Linked DNA regions of Zea mays: region 2 is linked to region 1. A link is a contact called in public Hi-C data. All regions are on one chromosome and are shown on one strand. The core of a region is the stretch at or near the end of the contact, and the rest is flanking DNA. Distances in the headings are between cores, read along the strand shown. Region 1 holds the start of LOC103630548 (probable calcium-transporting ATPase 6, plasma membrane-type). Region 2 holds the start of LOC100274522.

Region 1 (5,125 bases), core at 2,192-4,691:
TGTGATCAAGGTTAAATGCAACAGGGTGATGATAGTAAGAGAAGAAAGCCAGACAGTATCAGTTGATGAATCCACACCGTCCATAAAATGCAGCGCTGCCTTGTGCACATTAATTACAACCTGAACTTTTCCCTGGTAACAAACGCAAATATCATTCTTCAAAAAAAAAACGCAAATATCTCTTAGACAAGGAAACATATTTTGTACTCATCCCTACATATATAACGTTTTCCAAAAAAAAACTTTAGAAAATAAGAGTCATGAATTACTATTAGACTTTGACTGTATGTTTTTATGCTGGATCTTGTATTCAAATAGTTCACGATCAGTAATTGCAAAAATATTATGATAACTTAATGATATTAGGTCATGATCAGTAATTGCATTCCATACATCGTGCTCACCCTATCTTTTTTTTGAAATAAATAGCAGAAGCTCTGCCTAATCATTAAAATGAGAGAGTTCAGAAAACACACTGTACAAGTCCAAAGACCGAGACAATACAGACAATCAAACACCATGTGAGGAAGGCTTCCAACAGACCCGCACAAAGCAGCTAAACCACTGCAGCAGCCCTGTTGCTGGAGAACATAGCTCTCTTGAAAGTGAACACATTCTCTTTAATCCTCAAGGCTAATTGGATAGGGATAAGGCCGCTGTTTTCAAATATCCTCCGATTTCTCTCCTTCCAGATGTTCCACATGGTGTATACATCGTGCTCACCCTATCACCCATTTTTCTCATGTTTGCATCATGACAACCACGTAGAAATCAAGATGATGAAATTATCGAGTTTGGCCATGAGGGAAGCCCGTGATCGAAGATGCAACGAGGAAGGCACCTAACATCTTGAACTCCTATTTTATATTGAAACTGAAATCATATTGTTTTAGTGTTAGCTTCTATCTATATTGTACCTCCCTTATGCACATTCGTCCGCCAGCACCATGCGTTCGCGCCACCCGCTAGACCGTCACTCCCTCCCTCCCTTATGTCAAGCCCAACAGTCTGTCGCTGATGCCCTATACTCTGCACTGTAGATGGCCAAACAGACCTCTATACTCTGCACTGTAGATGGCCAAACAGACCACACGGCCGACATTGGCATTGACACTATAAGCGGCGGAGGGCAAAAGGAAAACAAGGTAGGGCAATTTACCTAGTAGCTAATAGAAAAATGAGAAAAAGTGAGCAAATATTGCAACATTGTGGGAATCAAACCCACAACCTGTAGATGCAAAGGTCGGAGTGCAACCACCCGCCACATACACCTTCATCATTAGAACGAAAGATACAAAGGTTTTGAAAGTTGAGGTATGGCAGCTGACATACTAAGGCATACCGATTCCTTTGCCACTTGACACTATAAAGCATGATACTATTAGGCACGATACTATTAGATATTGTTAATAATCGTGTCGTGTTGTGTGTGTTAGCACTAGTACCTAACATCGGCCCAGACACGACACTATAATGCTTAATCGTGCCATACCACCATTATAATATGACACTAGGACCTAGTAGTGTTTGTGCCAACCTAAGTACTATTTCACTTTAAGAGCTCAAAAAGATCTAGAACATCTTTAAGATTACATATATAATTTTAAAATATGAACATTGAAACCATTATAGGACGGGTTTATTATATTTAAAACAATAACAATTCACAATCACATAGACACATACATCACAATCACATTTATGGACCGCCAGTTCGCCTAAGTCGTGTATAATCGTGCCAACAACTTAATTGTGTCGTGCTCATGTCGGGGGTGACGACCTTGGACCCCGTACCAGCACATGCACTATATATATCGTGTCAATGTCGTATCGAAGTACTACGGGTCCTATCGTGTCTAACATCGACCCATTTAGCACGCCCCACATGACCGTATATAGTATGTACCACGTTCATGTATGTCGTAATCATCAAAGCTCCCAACCTCCCAGTCATCTCATCCACTACCACCGCGCCTACACCAAATTCCCCTCCTCCTGCTCCATCTTCGGCGTAGACTCGGATCCTCTGCACTGCAGAGGACATCTGTGACCATATGTAGATCCACTCGCTAGATCCACCTAATAGCCTCTACAGTCGACTGACTGCAGAGGATCTAAATCCTTTGGTCCCTGAGGCAAGACCTTCTTGGTCTCCATAATGGTCGACACCACCGGCGATGACGAGGTCATCGGGATGCCGCCGTGATTCGAAACGGAAGGGTGGACAGCTAGAGCTCATGGATTGGGCTTACCCGTGATGGCGAAGTAGGGCCAGCGGGAAGGAGTTCATGGACCTGGAAGCGCAGCCTTAACCATCTCTTCGACACTGATGACTTGCTTGCTCGAGGTATGGCTGGCGTGGCACTAGTGCCTCCTCGCGTGCCATGTGGCGGCATAGCCAGCTTGCTCGCCAAGCAAAAACGTGGCTGCTGGCACGACCACTTGTCTTTAGGCTATTCTCAAATGCACATTTAATAGTGTATCATATCAGTGTTTTAGATGACATGCCATACATTTAAGATGAATGAGTTTTGTGAGATAAAATTAGTTTTATGGGGATAAAACCATGTCAACACGTTTCCAATGCCTTAGAAACCGTGTGAAACCTTCATTAAGAGTGATTTGTTTCATCTTCACATATTTTACTAATTTCTATTGTTCATTCAGTTGTAGCATTTAATTGGTAGGTTAGTCTACCAAATAATGAAGTGAATTTTTGCATTTAGAGATACTGTTTCATTCTTAGTTTTATGACACTCTTGATGATGTGGTAGTGTTGTAAAGAGGGTTACGAGGCCTTTTTTGAGAGTGGTGCTGAAGGAAATGAAGTCGATGAGTCGATGAAAAACGATCAAGCTCCTGAGTAGCGATATGGATCTCGAGTACAAAGGCAAAGCAATGGCCTGCCAGAGGTGAGCGTGCTCGTCCACATAACGTACCACGGCTCAAGGCTGATCCGGACCGAGGAAGTTTCCTAGCAATTTCGCAAGCCCGTAATGCGCATTCACTGTTTTGAACGGCGCAATTCAACGAAAGCGACGCGGAGAAGGATTCCAATTCTACGGCCTGTACGGCTGTACAGCTGCGCCGGTGCCGGCCCAGAGGGAGGTACGTACCAGGATGTTGCGGCGCTGGGCGTCGTCGAGGGCGTGGAGGCCTGAGAACATGCGGAAGCGGCGGCGGCGGTTGCGGACGACGAGGCCGACGGCGCGGCGCCAGCGGAGGCGGGCCTCGCTGGGCGGGTTCTTGGCGGGGATGTCGAAGTGCTCGTTGAGGTAGCTATCGATGCTCCAGCTCTTGCTGCCCGAGTCCATGCCGGCGCCGCGTTGCGCCTCTGCTCTCGCGCTTCGCCTTCTCCCGCGCTGCGTGCGCTCGCTGCATTGAAAGGCCGGAAGCGGAAGGAATATAAACCAGCAAAACTATTGAAAGGCCCCCACTTGTGTGACAACTGACAATATATAAAGTCCAAAAAAATCCCCCCTCTCCCACCGAAGTAGTGGTAAACGTCAAACGTTTGAAATTTCTGATAGGATATGAACTACGGCAGGGGTGGGAAAAAAATGTGATGCAAGTAAATTTTCATGTGACTGCACGAGGTATGCGTTCGTGGCTAAAAAAGAAAAAATAATGAAGAGCTTGAAACTTGTTAGCAAGTTCTTTTCTTCACACACACCTTGGAAGTTGGAACGATGCACAGAATTGGCAGCGAAATTTCAAGACGCTTCCCGGGAATGAATTATATATACATGCACCCAGTTCATGCGCAGGACAGGCTCTAACAGCTAGCTAGCTGGCCTTTTCTTTAACCGAAGCTGTTAAACTTCGAAGATAAGCACTCCAAACGCTCAAAATGTCAACTGATTCAGACGACGGGAGAGCATCAATTCTTCATTTACACTAAAAGCTAGAAGAAAAAACTCTACTTCACCAAGCTCATTGTTATATTTTATTGAGGATAACAGAGAATTAATTCTCATCAGCTCTTCACTCTAGGACTAAGATAGAATCACTCTACCAGAAAATCAAGGAATAGAGCTGAAGTATTAAAGAGCGGAGCTCCCCTAAACGGCTAAACAAGACCTTTATCACTAAACCAAAGGAAAATAAGGTTTAGAGATCAAGAATTTAAGAGAAAATGAATATCAGCCTATTTTGTAATTGGGGGTGGAAAATCGAAACTGGAAATAGAATTTGGCAAAAAAAAATGCACAAAAAATAAATAAGGGTGGTACCCTCCGTTCATTTTTATTTGTCACACTTTAATTCAAAAATACACTATCGAATGATAAATATTTGAGAACGGAGATAGTATTACACAACTCAAAAAGAATAATAATAACTCCTCGTGTGGAATGATTCGTTGAAAGTTACAAATATCTAATTGAGGGGTAGGTCCATGGTGGTGGGCAATGGTACAGCTACAAGCTTTTGCATGGTAGATGGCGTGACCAATGTTAGGACTTTCCTTGGGTGATTTCGATCAACAAAGGGAATGCAGAGATACGGAAAAAAACACAAAGTAAACATATTGAAATGCATAAGTAAACAACATTATAGCATCCAAGACTTGCCTTGATCGGGCGACAAACCTAAGGAAACTCGGACATGACCCTGGCTCCACGACGCTCTATATAAACTAAGAGAGGATTTATTCTCTGAATGAGTCAGTGCATCCACCAATCCTTATCGATCACTAAGAAGCGCTGGAGAGGTCAGATGCATGTGCTCCGCATCCAAGCCAATGCCGGTGGCGCCCAGAGGGACGCGCTACGCCCCCAAGCCACTGAAGCGTCGATTCAGAGCTTGTGCTCTTGAATTGGTGAACTCCATCACCTCTGCTACCACTACACCAACCAGAGAGATCGTTATAAGTGTCGTATACAATTTTCCTACCCAATTCCGTATAAGATTAAGTTATATACGTGATCTACTGATCCTGTAATAGACTAAGAGATCTTGTAGGTAATCACTCATTATGTTAATCCTATTTTTAACTAATATTTGGTATCATAGCCATCTTAGTCTATCTAGATCCATCACCAGCACCTAAGTCTTAAGGATGAGCCCCTGATCATGTTGGTTTTGATTGGTTTGTGCCAGATAGTGGATAATGATGTGTTAGATG
Region 2 (5,058 bases), core at 2,292-4,791, 170 kb after region 1:
GGCACCTATAGTAGCGTCCCTTGAAGCTCAAAGCTCCTGCTCCAGTGCTCCTGCCTCTCCACAACTCCAAGCGACCCCCCTGCCTCGACAGCTCCAACTTCCCTCCACTGCGACATGCCGAGATGGTGAGGCCCTGTGTCCGCTCGGAGCGCCCGCCGGAGTCGTTTGTCTTTGCAGCATCCTCCCGGGATATGGACAACGAGTTGGCGAGGCTCAACACCCATGTAGCGTGGGCCTGGCTTGGAGGTGTTCGACCTCCAATGAGCACTAACACGCTGAGAAGGGCCATTCTGCTCCAGGTTCTGGACGCGGGAGGAAGACATCAAGGTAGTGCAGCACTATCCCGAAGATTTCTTCTTCACCTTCGAGCACCAGCACCATCGGGACGTTGTCGTGGCGCGGCGCGACTTCATCTACGGCAACATCGATATTTGCGTCAGACCGTGGCAGCTCCCCGTCTATGGTGATCGCATCGACTTCGGCTTCACAGTAACCGGAAACTCACTGCAGACCATCGCTTCACGGTAAAATCGGCTACCAGGCCCAATTCTTCGGATTGACTTGAATAAAGTTTGACCTGTTCATATGTGAAAGTACATTCATCCCTTTTATGAATTTTGCTAATTCAGATAACAACACATTTAAAGTCTAATAAGTTTGCTAATTGTTGAACAGCAAATTCAGTATGATGAACATACTTAAATAGTGTATAATGATCAGTGAACAAAGATTCAACACAAGCTTAAATAACCAATGAGACAATGCAAATGGATATAATGTGGTCTCTATATTGGTTTGGATATATGGACAAGACCTGAGAAATCACTATGCATAAATATGATCAGAAAAGAGATTGAAGTGATTAAGAGGATTGGTCGAGCCAAAATGAATAAGATATGAGAAATATTGAATTGGCTTGACCATATTACTATTAGTCCATATATTCTTCTATGAGAATCAAACTAGAGCTTGATTGATCTTAGCATTTATATCTATATGACATTCAAGCAAGATTCACAATATTGAAGAAATGATTCTCTCAATGGATTCTTAATATGATGTGGCTCAAGAATGACTTGATGAGATGAAAATAGCAAGGTAAGTGCTTCGAGGGACTAAGCGAAGGTGAAGGTCAATCGACGGTTTGTTGATCGAGGTACCATGACTAAGGTGAAGGAGAGAGTACTTACACTAAGTCAATTTACTTATCAAATATGAATATTTATATTGTGTTGATGCATCAGTAAAGTGACTTGAAGCCATGAGTTGAACTCATATATGGTGAAATGGTTCAAGTCACAGGCTCGATTTTTGTTTGCTTCAAAATGTGACACAAAGATGTTTGTGATCCTTACGAAGCAACACTATGTAGAATCACACATGAGACACTAATGACTCAAGGAATTTACTTAATTATATTTTATTTAACTTGAGTATAGGAATCGTTGTACTATCAAGGGTGATCCAAAAAGGTGTTGGTACTAAAGCCAAAAATCCTTGATCCAAAACTTCTATTTTACCCTTGTTAATCCTTAATGAAAATATGTAGTACAACCTTTTTAAGTTTATCTTGGCCAAAATTGCTCTCTGAAAAATACTGGTTCAGCCGGGATTCATGTTGGTTCAGCCGGGATTGAAATACCAGCTCATCTGGTTTCTGGACCGGCTCAGTCGGTTTTCCCTCTGGTCCAATCTGCTACTCAACCGGTGGGTCGACTCGAATATGTTATGCAGAAAACCAGCTCAGCTGGTTTTTAATACCGGCTCAGCCGTATTTGAGCACAAAAGTCAAACGACTAGTTTTGGAGTCCCACCTATATATACTCACCCCTGCCTCTCTCCCCCACACAAGAGCGTGCACCAAACTCCATTTCTAACCTCAGAAACACCTCCCACTCTCTCACACATATCTCTTGCCTCTTCCATTTCAAAAAATTTGAGAGAAATCTTTGAGTGAGATTGAGAGCTGTGGGTTTTGTGCTTCATCTCTAAATCCTTCTTGGTCTTCTTGATTCGAGCTTTGATACTACATCGAGTTCTTTGTGGATTTATTACTTTTGGAGCTTCAAGCCCCTAAACGACTAGGTGTCGCTTGTGAGTCTCCAAATCTTGTGAAAGACCACAAAAAAGTTTGTGTTACCCGCTCGTGTGAGCAAAGATTAGTGTGTGGGCTTGACCTTTGTGGTCGACAAAAGGAGGATTAGGGTTGAAAGTGACCTTTGTGGTCGACAAAATGAGGATTAGTGAGTGGCCATTGAGGACCTAAAACAGTCTAATTGGGGGCACTTCCACTCCCTTATGCCCTGATGGGAGAGATCAGCCACGTCGGCATAATGTAATAGGAAAGGCCTCATATCGTTGTTGATTTTTTTGATTTGGTAAATCTGGCGGGAAAGAAATGCGAGAATCTTTGATCTCAGATTCTCGAGACACCAATAAACTGTTGTAAAAATAGAGTGTGAGGCGGCACCCTGAAAGTTGGAAGAGGCTAGACATCTGATAATTCCCTTATCTTCTTAGATGCTTTTCTTAATTGTGGGTTGTTTTCGTTTTTCCCCCTTTCCTTAGGCTAGTGGCCCGTGTGCCTAGGATCTTATCCTGGTTGTTCTAAACCATTTTACCATGTCATTTTTCTCCTTTTCAATATATTAGGTAGATCTCCTGTCTATTTAAAAAAGACAGAAAACATGCATACATTAAAATGGTAATTCAAGAGAAGATGGGATGAAGAGGAGAAAGAGCGTGGGACAACATTCATCTAAGAATAGGGTGGATGGTCGGGCATACCACAATTTTGGGAACATTGGATGGGATCCTGAATGGAACGTGCCTAATTCGTGATTTTAACCAAGTTCAAAAAAATTCATAATTATTATTTTTTTTATCTGATATCATTTAACATATACTCTCTTCATGCTAATTTATAATTCATTTGACTTTTTTATATCAAATTTGATCGGTTTGTCTTATTCCAAAAAATCAAAAATCAAAAAAATCAAAACAATACTTAAAATATATTATATGATAAATAATATCACAGTGAAAACTAATAATAATTATAATATTTTTGAATAAGACAAGTCGGTCAAAGTTAGTAAACAATCAAACAAATTATAAATTGAGACAGAGAGCAATATACTTTAAGTATGAATTTAATTTTTTTATTTTTCGTAAAAAAATTAATAAAACGAATCGGTCAAATTGGATTTAAAAAAGTGAAATAAATTATAAATTATGACAGAATGGGTATTAAACAACACTTGGATGCTCAAGTTTTATACATAAGCTTTCTCCATTCTACCTCTTTATATAGTTTGATTGAATAATATTGTAGCAACTTTACCGACTCTTCTCTGCTGGCATGTTCGTGTTATTTATGAACAATGACGTGCATTGTCAACTAGGCAACAATATTGAGGTGCAAAAAAGTCCAACTGAAAGACAAAACCAGGCCAAGTGGCAGGCCACCGCAAGCAAAAAGATTCGGTCATTGCGAGCCAACAAAAACCTCCCAGCACTGGCAAGAACAGGGAATCGTCCCCTCCCTCCGTCTCCACCGCCCACCACTGATCGGATCACGTCGGCGTCCCATCTCCTCCTCCACGACACAGAACGCCGCTCCCTTTCCGGGATTCTCCTCTCCAATCGCAGCTAAAACGCAACGCACTGGATCGGACGTCGCCAAAAAGATCGGTGGCGACACCATAAAGAAAGAATCCGAGAAAAGGCGAAAGGGGAGGAGAGAAAGGGGAGGTACAAAATTTCTACCCGCTAGAGGTTAGCTAGCTCGGCGGCGAGGGAACGAGAGACGCCCTACCGTCGATTCCATATCGTCGCTCCGATATTCTGATGCCGGAATCCTGCTTTTCCGGCTAGCTTACCGATACCTCCTAGGTGGTTTCCAGTCCTCACCCTTCCAACCTCTACTATCTTTTTTTGTGAATTTACCTCCACCGAATTCGGGCAGCTCACCATTTCTTGGAGTTTGGTGTCCTTTCTCGAGTGTTTCCTTCCTCCCTCCCGGGTTCTACTGCTGAGTGGTGAGGTCTACTGCCCTGCACCTGCAAGTTTGTTTCATTTGTGATGTGATCCGTTAGTTTGCCCCCCAGCAACCGTTGCTCAGAAATTCAGTTCTTATTAAAGCTTCAAGACCCTTCAAGGAACATCTTTTAGACAAGCTCTTGATTCCTTCACCTCTCTCTCTCTTTTCAGGCATCTTTCTTGTGCGACTTGTCCGTTGACCACAGGCGGAGAAATTTGTTCTCGGCACACATTCTCTGCCACAATGGACGATGGAGCTGACCTCCCCTGCCAACTGCTCTTCTCCCACCCGGAGATGCCTGACAGCTTCGACGAGTTCTTCAACAGCGCCACGACGACCTGCACCCACACGCACAGCTGCAACCCGCCCGGCCCCTCGGTCGCCATGCACACCCACACGTGCCTGCACGCGCACACCCTGGTCCTGGGCAGCGGCGGGGAGGACGACGACGACGCCAGGGAGGACTCGGCGAAGCCGCGCAGACCGCTGGGGAACAGGGAAGCTGTGCGCAAGTACCGGGAGAAGAAGAAGGCGCACGCGGCCTTTCTGGAAGAGGAGGTCAAGAAGCTCCGCGCCGCCAACCAGCAGCTCCAGAGACGGCTGCAGGGCCATGCAGCTTTGGAGGCGGAGGTGGCGAGGCTCCGGGGTCTCCTGCTCGATATCCGGGGCAAGATCGACGCCGAGGTCGGCGGCGTGCTCCCTTTTCAGAAGCCGTGCAGTGTGGGCTCCGTGGCGTGTGCCGATCCTGCTCTGTGCTTCAACGGCAACTCGGAGGTTGGAGGCGGCTGGGAGGAGAGCTCAAGACCGGCAGCCGCGGACTGCAGGATCGATGAAGTGCGAGGGATGTCACGGGAAATTGATGTCCCAGAAGGCTTGCGTCATTCCATGGATGTTGTTGCGAGCTTCGTGAGTTCTGATCCCCTGGCTGAATGAGCGCGTTTGCCTGATTGGCAGTTTTTTTTTTTTGGGGCCTCTGCCAGTGCCAGCTTCTTTTGGCTTGCTTGAAAGGTCAAATT

The links. A called contact is a pair of places that touch in the nucleus more often than the background predicts.
Region 2: a Hi-C map of bundle sheath shows a contact between it and region 1, with 1.9 times the contacts expected there. The contact joins the promoter of LOC100274522 here to the promoter of LOC103630548 in region 1. A contact is called at or near these places in 2 of 25 Hi-C or Micro-C datasets (bundle sheath and leaf).

What each region holds. Positions count from the first base shown.
Region 1 is chr6:167,658,871-167,663,995 of Zm-B73-REFERENCE-NAM-5.0, reverse strand. LOC103630548 (probable calcium-transporting ATPase 6, plasma membrane-type) reads right to left here and starts at 3,441. Exons shown (of 7, transcript XM_008651597.4): 1 at 3,117-3,441; 2 at 78-132. The coding sequence starts at 3,314.
Region 2 is chr6:167,488,337-167,493,394 of Zm-B73-REFERENCE-NAM-5.0, reverse strand. It overlaps LOC100274522, which reads left to right and starts at 3,541. Exons shown (of 1, transcript NM_001148879.1): 1 at 3,541-5,058. The coding sequence starts at 4,286. The coding sequence ends at 4,975.